Regions from separate parts of the Mus musculus genome. Here region 1 is linked to region 2. Evidence: chromatin contacts called from public HiChIP or PLAC-seq data. All regions are on one chromosome and are shown on one strand. The core of a region is the stretch at or near the end of the contact, and the rest is flanking DNA. Distances in the headings are between cores, read along the strand shown. Region 1 holds the start of Ccnl2 (cyclin L2). Region 2 holds the start of Wrap73 (WD repeat containing, antisense to Trp73).

Region 1 (4,587 bases), core at 1,760-4,259, 1.7 Mb before region 2:
TTTTAAGTTCTAGACATAAACAAGAAAACCAAGAGGGGGAACCGTTCAGTACGTTTCAAGGCCTTCACTCCTGCACACAGTAGAAGTCAGCTCAAGTGTGACTTGGGTGGCTGCAGGTGCCAGGCCAAACCCACCTTGTGAGGGTGCTTCACATGGACACAAAAGCCCAACTCCTTGAGAACCCGTCTCTCTGCCTTTATAATCTGGTTCTTTAGGTTAACATACTCTTGATCAAGCACCAGAGGCACGGGCTTCCTGCAGGGAAGGCAAAGAGTAATATGCTCTGTACCAGGGTTGATCAAAACCTTTTAGATTCCACAATTATTTCCAAGCGATACATACCACAGCACCAGAAAGCTACAAATGACATTTCCTGTAACAAAATTTTAGAAGTCCTCAAACCTACATACACTTATTACCCACCTGCCCCCCACCTTGACTTTACACATAAACAATATTCTAGCGTAACAACACACCTCCTGAATATGGTGGAGAGTCTGAGGATCTCTGCACAGTGCTATGACACTGTGTCAGAATTCAAGGCAAAAAGATCACCCTTTTCATGAGTTGTAAACTGCAGAACCAACACAGCACAATAAAGTCATCCCTTGGTACACACTGGTGCTGGGGTAATGACAATTTTCACCTAATACTAATACCCATGAATGTTTAAGCACCTTACGCAAAGTGGTGGACTATCCCCACAGCCTCTTCACACTTCACATCGTATTTGGATACTTTATACCTATTACACTGGAAATGTTGTTGAAGGGACAGTGACAAGGAAGTCTAATCATGTTCAACACAAAAACTATTCCACCTCATACTCTCCCAGTCTCTCACCCCGAACACTAATATTTTCAAGAGTTAGTTGAACTCTTGAATGAGAAACCTGCAGATAGACTACAAAAAGAGAGACATGGTCAAGTCTCAAAGGGTTTGTTAAGCTGGGCACGATAGTACAGTCCCCTAAGCCCAGCATTCTGGAGCCAGAGACAAGACCATCTGTATGAGTGAGACCAGCTTGGTCTACAGAAGGCTCAAAGACTGTTGAGGCTCATAGCCAAGACTGTTTCAGAATAAAGCAAACACCAAAGGGCTCCTGTGAAGGAGCAGAAAGTCTGGGACAAGGTCTAGGTGCACTGCTATACTATTAGGGATATTTGTTTTCTGGTTCTGTTGGTCCGTGTGGATGTTTTAGCTGGGGGCTGCTGTAGTCAGTTGTCTCCTTCTCCTTCTACAACGTGGGACTTCAGTATCAAATCCAGGCTCTCAGGCTTGCCAACAGGTTCCTTAACTAACTAAACCATTTAATCAACCCAGTGTGTTTGTTCTTTAAATTTTGTACAACATTTGTTTGGTATGTGGGTTGTGCCTATGGAGGTCAGAGGACAACTTGCTGGAGTCAATTCTCCTCCTACCATGTTGATCCCAAAACTAAATACAGGTTGTCAGGCTTGGTGACAAATGTGGTTCACACACGTAAGGAAGATTTAGATGGGATTGCTAAGAGGTTAAGACTGCTACACAGCTAGACCAGATATCAAAAAAGACAGCTGTCTAGGGGTATTTCTGTTACAAATGGTTTCTGGCAAGGAAAGGCCAGGAATATTGATCGACATATTACAATGACACTAGAACAAAGAATGGCCAGTTCAGACACTAACAGCGCTGAGGGTGAGAACCAGGGACCTGGTGCTCAGAGGTTCTCAGCAGAACCATGGAACAAACAGGACAATAGGGTGGTGAGCTGATGTGGTCATACAGGAATTGTTTCAGCAGGGCTAGGACAGCCAGCTATCCTGGTTATTGTACCCCCCTACCAACTGCCCCAAGACAGCATCTAGGGCACATGCGAACAATCTACTGTAAATTCACAGGTTGGTATTAACAATGACAGACATTAGGACAGCTCTGCAAAGGACTCACTTTTTCTCTCTCAGATGCCGAAGGCGATGGAATACATTGATGACATCCCTGATTCGTCTCGGAGCCTCTTCTATTTTGGAAGCCAGGTGAACACAAGCCATGGACACATGCTGAAATGTACATTGTGACACGGGTGTTTTTCCCCCCAACTTGAGAACCTTCCAAGGCATTAAAACTATTAGAAACAACCAGAAGATACAGAGACAGACAGGCCTCTAGGGAAAGAGCTGTGTAGACTTTGCAGGACAGAATTCAGCTAAGCACTGGGCAGAACAGGCCAGGTTTCATCCCAATTCATTTCTCCGAGAAAACAGAAAGAAGCCTACCTCCATGGAATGTTTCACGAAGGACTTAGTGTAAAAGAACCGCTGGAACAGCACCTGCCCTGTAGCCATGGCCACCTAGGGACAGAGAGGGTTCCATCACGTTTGAATGCAGGACTCACGCTTGTCCCGGCTACAATGTCTTGTGTGATTTCCCCCCAGGACAAATAGCCACGACAGTTTCCATTTCCCCCAAAGGGTTTGGGTCTCGCGAGGCTTTCTTGGGGGTAAAAGGGCTTCGGCTCCGGCGGAGGGGGAAGGGGAAGGGGAAGGGATGGCGGGTGCGGGTTATTTCAAGGCTGCGGAGCGCACAGGCTCGGACCTCGTCGCCTGGGTCCGGTGAGCTCCGGGCCGGGGGCCGGGACGACAACAAAGGCCCGGCCCTCGGCCCTCGGCCGGCGAACGGCCCCTGCAGAGCTCGCGGCCCGGCCCTTACCTGCGGCAGGCGGAGCAGGATGCCGGCTGCCTGGATGAGCTCGCAGCCCACGACGCGGAGTCCCGTCTCCGTATCGACGTCGAGGCCGCTCGACATGGACGGCGTGAAGCGGAGCTTGTCGTCGGGCAGCAGGCAGTTTTCCAAGGTGATGAGCACGCCCGAGTAGAGCCTGTCGCCGATCAGCACCCCCTGAGACCCCGGGGCCGCTCCCGCCGAGCCGGAAGAGCAGGCCGCCGACGCCGGAGCCATCAACCCCGCAGCCCCGGCCGCCGCCGCCGCCATTTTGTGCCGCCGACTCTTCTCGGGCCCTTCCCGTCAGGGCGGCTGCTCGAGACGATCGTGGCCGCCCCGCCCCGCCCCCTCCCATTGGCTGAACGTCACCGCTGTCTCGACGCCGTTGGCCGTACGACCAGTCCGTCAGTGTCGCGTCAGGCACCGACGCCGGAAGCACCCACGGGTGGGGCTGCTCGTTACCCACTTGGCTCCGCGGCCTGGCCCGAACCGGAACTCCTGCCTGGCAAAAGGGGTTCTAGAAGGGCGCCTTTCTTTGGGGGTTGGGACAGAACAACTTTTCTCCCACAGTCCCACGTGCACGACGTTACACCGCGACTTAGTTCGGAGTCTTTAGTTCTCAGCCCTCCCTTCCGTCCTCGGGCTCTGGAACAGCTGTGGGGTGGATCTGCCAGCATTAAAAGGGCAGATGTGCCTTTAATCCCAGCACTTAGGCAGGCGGATCTGTGTGGGTTCAAGGTCAGCCTTCTCTCTACAGCTAGAGTTCCAGGACAGCCATGGCTGAGAAACTTTGTCGCAAAAATAAATAAAATACTAAACAAAAAAGTGCAGATGAAGGGTCTGGAGAGATGGCTCAGCAGTTCAGAGAACTGACTGCTCTTGCAGAGGTCCTGAGTTCCAGCTACGACATCATGGCTTGCAGCCATCTATCTGTGATTGAATCTGATATCCTCTTCTCTCATTCAGGCACAAATGCAAACAGAGCACTCATATACACAATCTTTTCTTAAAGGGGACCCCCAATAATCTACTGCAGCAAATACAGGCCAAAAAAATGGCTTGGGGACCTTGAAGATCAAGGTGAAACGGCTTGTAGTAGACCCTACAGACAATATTAATATTCCTGACTCCAGTCCTGGCCTGCTTAGTTTCACCCAAAACAGTGCTGCTGCCACTACACAATAGATGTTTCCTGTCACTGCTCAGTTATCTCAAGCTTTTGATAAGATTTCAGCCAGGTTCGGTGAAACGGAAAATTGGGAGGACATGGGAGTTTAAGGAGATCCCTGTATAACTCTGATTCAGGTATGGTGAACAGCCAACAAGGTTGCCAAAAGTCAGTATTCCATAGTCCAGCTGTAGTGGGGTGATTGGATTCCACTCCTAAGCAGACCCCACAAAGATCTCATCAGTCCTCTCACTGTAATGGCCACGCTGCTACTGTCTGTCCGTCTGTCCCACCCCTAGGCTGCAGCTCTAAAGTAGGCACAATTGTCATTGCCTGGTCTGCCCATTCCCTAAGCTGAAACTGAACCAAGAATTAGAAAAGACTGTTGGCTCTAGTCACTCAACCCAGACTCTGGTTCTAGAGATGACTATTACATCCATCAGGAAGAGAAACCTATATTGGAGAGGGATGCTTGGTTACAACTCAACAGTGATTTGCAGTATCTTGTCTTTTTTGTGTGAAGTAGAAAACAAAGCTCAGTGATGGGGCCACATGGATGTGTATCTTCTCCAATATCAATAGCAAGTGGCTAATGAGTAATATATGTGCAACATTCTGGCAAAGTGTTAAGCATATTGTATGCAAGACACCAACCTAGTACAGTGACGTTTAGGCTGATGAAAAAGTCAAAAAAGCCTTGTAGGAATCCTCAGGAAAGA
Region 2 (4,611 bases), core at 298-2,797:
AATATCAGCTAACCCAAATGCAACTTCTTTGCTGTTCACTGAGACTTTCAGAACCGTAAAGCAACCTTAGTCTCTGGAGGCACTTGGAAAAAGGTAAAATGTATCAATGTGTGCGAGGCTGATGGTCTCCTCCCACCTTTACGTGGGTTCCCGAGCCGGAGCTCAAGTCCTCGGGCTTGCATGGCAGTACCTTTCCCTGCTAAGCAGGTCCTACCCTGACACTTCCTACATTGTTAGGATGATGTGTATAAGGAGGGTAAAGGATGTCTCAAAAGCCTGGACAAACACAGCAGGGGTGTGAACTGAGAATCAAGACAGCCAGGCATGGTGGCATGCTCCGTTAATCCCAGCACTCAGGAGACAAGGGGCAGATCTTTGAGTTCAAGGCCAACCTGGTCAGAGCTACAGAGAAACCCTGTCAATCAGTCAATCAATCAATCAATGGTATCAGTCAGTTAAAAAGAGAATGATAGATTAATCAAAGAAAACTTGTTAAAAATTAGGATTGCATTTGTATGTGAGAAGGGTCAGGCACTAGTTACGGCTTATGTGGAGGCCAGAGGACAACATGCAGGAGACAGTTCTCTCCTTCCATTAAGTGGGTCCTAGAGCTGGGACTCAGGTCATCAGGTTTGGTGGCAGGTACCGTTACTAGCCAAGCTACCCGACTGGCACGGAACCACAGTTTTTTAAAATAAGACTTGAGTTTTCCCTGATGGCTTCCTAACGTCAGCCTTCTACAAATGCACAATGGTCATGTTGGCGTACCTTGAAACACCCATCTGAACACTATTCTGCCACCCAAAGAATAGACAGCTAACATCCAACCCTGGCAATGAAAGCTAGTTATTTAAACCATTTGCTTATGACGAGTTTCACAAAGGAGGGCCCCGTTTAACCAGCTCGCTCACAGAAAACATACAAAATAGCAATGAGCTGCCATCCCCTGTGCCCTCAAATGTGTGAAAGCAGAGTCATCTTATCCAACTTTGATGAAGGGAAACTGGAGCCGGGAGCCTGGCACCCACCCAGCCCTGGCCACCTGCTCCAAGACCTCCTTCCTAACCCTGACCACCTGCCAGAATAGCAACCCCAACTCCATCCCCACTCTGCTCCACGTCCTCTTTCTCCACCCTGGTCACCTGCCAGGATCCCCCAGCCTGGCTGGCCTGGATCCCTCTTCGGCTTCAGGTTCGTTCTCTCTAATCATCTGGTTCTCCCTCATCTGGGCTGAAACCCCTCTGCCTGCCTCCCTCTCCCACCTCCCACCCCGCCCCCTAAGTCCAGCCTGAGTCCCCGCGGCCGCCCGGCTCGGGCCCCCTTCCCGCCCCCCTTCGGCCCGCCCCGGCCCCGTGCACAAGTCGCGCGCCCACACTTAGGTTCCGCCCAGCGCGCCGCAGCTCACCAGGTACTTGCCGTCCGGGGAGAACCTGCAGAGCAGGCCCGAGAGCTTGAATGACTCCGAGAAGTTCATGGCCACGGCCAGCCCGGGCCAGCCCGGCTCCGAAGTACCTCCCGCAACCGCCCCAGGCAGCGGCCGGAAGTACAGGGGCGGAAGCGAGCAGCAGCCAATGGGAGCCTCAAGCGGCCGCGCGGCATTGTGGGGCGGGAAGTCCGAGTTTGAGTCTTAAAGGGGCTGAGCGCCTTTGCGCTATAGCGGATCTCCCTGCAAATCCCGAAACGGAAGGCTGAATTCTGACTTCAGATAAATCACAAAATAAATATGTTCCCAAAAGTTACCCGGGGCATACTTAGACTAAAAGACTCCCTTATCTGAAATTCAGGTTGTAACTAGACCTCTGTACTTGTGAACATACATTTATTTACATGTAAATGCGTATTTATGTGTAAGTATATAGTCGTATTTCGATACACCTCTTTAGTAGATAACAAATTTTTTGTTACAGGAGCTGAGAGTGCGGTTCTATTGGCAAAATGATTGCTTAGCATATATGAAACCCAGGTTTTGGTCCGCAGCATCGCATAAACCCCGCACGATGGTTTGCATTAAAAAAAAAAAAAAAATCCTACACCTGAAACCAGAGACGCAGATGTTCAGGGCATCCTTCGCTACCTATAGAGTTGGAGGCTATGCAGGGCTGCGTGAGACCCTTTCTCAAACAGAACAAAGCAAAGTATTTTCCACGTATAAGTATAAATATAGGTTTGCTTTGAGGTTTTCCTGAGAGCGACCACCTGCAGCGTGACCTCGTGACGTTCAAGTGCTTCTCAGGTCTGTGGCGGAACGAATTCGAAGGCATGTGGATCTCGTGGGTCGCCTCACCTTTTTGGAGGTTCTAGTTAGAGTGTGGACTTGATTCAGAGGTGTGGCTCGGTACCCGGGACGGCAGCCTCGGTGGGCACGTAGAATACAGCACCAACTGGACTTCAGACCAGGATCGCTCCCCAAAGCGCTCTGCTCCCTCCCTCGCGCAGCACCCCGCGTCCTGTGCCCCACAAGGCTCCCCATTCCGGTGTCATTCGGGAGGTTGGATGTTCCTGTCTGCACCCAAAGCTTCAGAGGATCACTTAAGGCTCAGCCACTGCCTTTGGAGCTAAGTTCCGAATTCTGAAAGACCGGAATCTAGTATTGCTCGGTCCAGCTCATAGCTCCCAGTCTCTTCCGCACCGCTGCATCTAATTTCCACGAATGAATGAATGAATGAATGAATGAATGAATGAATGGCGGTGCTTGCACCATTCGGAGAGGATCTGCAGAGTGCGCGGCCAGCGTCCTGGCATTTTCTGTTCCCAACCAGTCCCAAACTCTTGCTTGGTATTCATCTTTGTCTCTAATCTGCAGCTCGCAAATAATTACTCCTCGTAGCTATTGGCCTAACACCAGGTCAGGCTTTCGAGTTCGAGAGAGATTCGGTCTGCTCCAACCCACCTCCCTTGCAACGCCACTAGCTGCACTAAAGCGACTTCCAGGGCATGTGGGAACACCTTGGGCAAGGACCACTCTGCAGTGCCACTAAGGGGTCCCACAAGGACCCAACTCCTTCTGTGCGCCAGACTACGGGTCTGCGTGGTAGATGAGGGCACCGGAGACCGCTCACTTGCCCAGAGGGGAGATGGCGGGTGGTGAAGAAGACTTCTTGAGCCAGAGAAGAGTCCCCTGACTAACTCCGAGCCGCTCTATGTGCACAGTTTGTGGGCATCCGTTGGGCATCGCCTAGCACACCAATCCAAGGAAAGACTCTGATACCCTGGGCTAGGAAACCCGGACTGCAGGCCGTGGCCCCCGGGGTGTGTAGGTATCAGGAGGCGCAACTTCTGGCTGGACTTTGAAGAGTCCAACCCAGAGGGTCTGCGCTCGACCCTCTTTCCAGGCGGGCTGTGGTCTCTGCCAGGCAAATCGAGGGGGGCTTCGAGCCGTTCTCAGAGACGGAACCCCGCTGGTGCTGGCCGAACGACAACGGTTCTCCTCCGGGGCTTTCAATGTTCAGTTTCAGTCGGTCCTCTCGGTTTTCTCAGGCCGGGGCGAGCCCTGGAAGAGGCGCAGCCACCCCGCTGAGGGCACTCCTGAGCCCCTGGGTTGCAGGCTTAGGACAGTAAGGGCAGCGAGGGGGATCGGGGTAGATGGGCATCTGGGGAGAAGGCGGAGGAGAGAGTCAGAGGGAGTACAGGGCGTCGGGCGCCCTGTGTCCACCCCCTCGGCGCCTGCGCACCCTTCCTGGCGCCCTGAGCCCCGCCAAAGGTCGCGGTCCGGTCCCGCTTCGACCAAGACTCCGGCTACCAGCTTGCGGGCCCCGCGGAGGAGGAGACCCCGCTGGGGCTAGCTGGGCGACGCGCGCCAAGCGGCGGCGGGAAGGAGGCGGGAGGAGCGGGGCCCAGACCCCGACTCGGGCAGAGCCAGCTGGGGAGGCGGGGCGCGCGTGGGAGCCAGGGGCCCGGGTGGCCGGCCCTCCTCCCGCCACGGCTGAGTGCCCGCGCTGCCTTCCCGCCGGTCCGCCAAGAAAGGCGCTAAGCCTGCGGCAGTCCCCTCGCCGCCGCCTCCCTGCTCCGCACCCTTATAACCCGCCGTCCCGCATCCAGGCGAGGAGGCAACGCTGCAGCCCAGCCCTCGCCGACGCCGACGCCCGGCCCGGAGCAGGTAGGCAGCTCTGGGACCCGAGCTAGGGCCAGGTATTTCGCACGAGGCTCCGAGGCTGGAGTTCGGGTGTGCGGCTGCCCGGGTGCTAGCCGAGTGAACGGCCCCAGGGACTCCGCGTCAGTGGCAGGAGGGGCCGGCCGGAGTGAGGCTAGGAGTAGAAGCAGTTGGCACCTCGGCAACCCATGGACCTGCCTCCTGCCCACACTGTCCACTACAGGTGGCAAGGAGTCGCCATACCCGGAGATTCTGGGGCTCGGGTCTGGTAATAGGGGAAGTTGGGAGGTGCGTGGGTATCCTACCTCACAAGGAATGCAAATCCCCACCTCTGTAAGGCAGAAGGCCTTTCAGGTCCCGCTATGGAAGCAGACTAAGAGAGAGGAAAGCCAACTAGAGCCCAACCTCTATGCTGGTCCCAAGGTGTGGGGTCCTGGTGGGTTACTGCTGTTCTGTGATGAGTTTACTGTGGTGCCTCACCAGCCTCCCTAGTCTTCCAGGTAGAGAACCCGGGCAGCCCA

Evidence for each region. HiChIP or PLAC-seq counts read pairs in DNA pulled down with a chosen protein or histone mark.
Region 1: a contact with region 2 is called in an H3K27ac HiChIP or PLAC-seq map of epiblast stem cells, with 10 times the contacts expected there. The contact joins the promoter of Ccnl2 here to the promoter of Wrap73 in region 2. A contact is called at or near these places in 1 of 39 promoter capture datasets (pre-B cells) and 1 of 115 datasets of contacts at active chromatin or transcription factors (epiblast stem cells).

Annotation. Positions count from the first base shown.
Region 1 is chr4:155,810,911-155,815,497 of GRCm38.p6, reverse strand. It overlaps Ccnl2 (cyclin L2), which reads right to left and starts at 3,009. Exons shown (of 11, transcript NM_207678.1): 1 at 2,689-3,009; 2 at 2,256-2,330; 3 at 1,930-2,039; 4 at 135-255. The coding sequence starts at 2,970.
Region 2 is chr4:154,139,308-154,143,918 of GRCm38.p6, reverse strand. It overlaps Wrap73 (WD repeat containing, antisense to Trp73), which reads right to left and starts at 1,547. Exons shown (of 12, transcript NM_021499.2): 1 at 1,406-1,547. The coding sequence starts at 1,474. It overlaps Trp73 (transformation related protein 73), which reads left to right and starts at 4,044. Exons shown (of 14, transcript NM_011642.4): 1 at 4,044-4,096.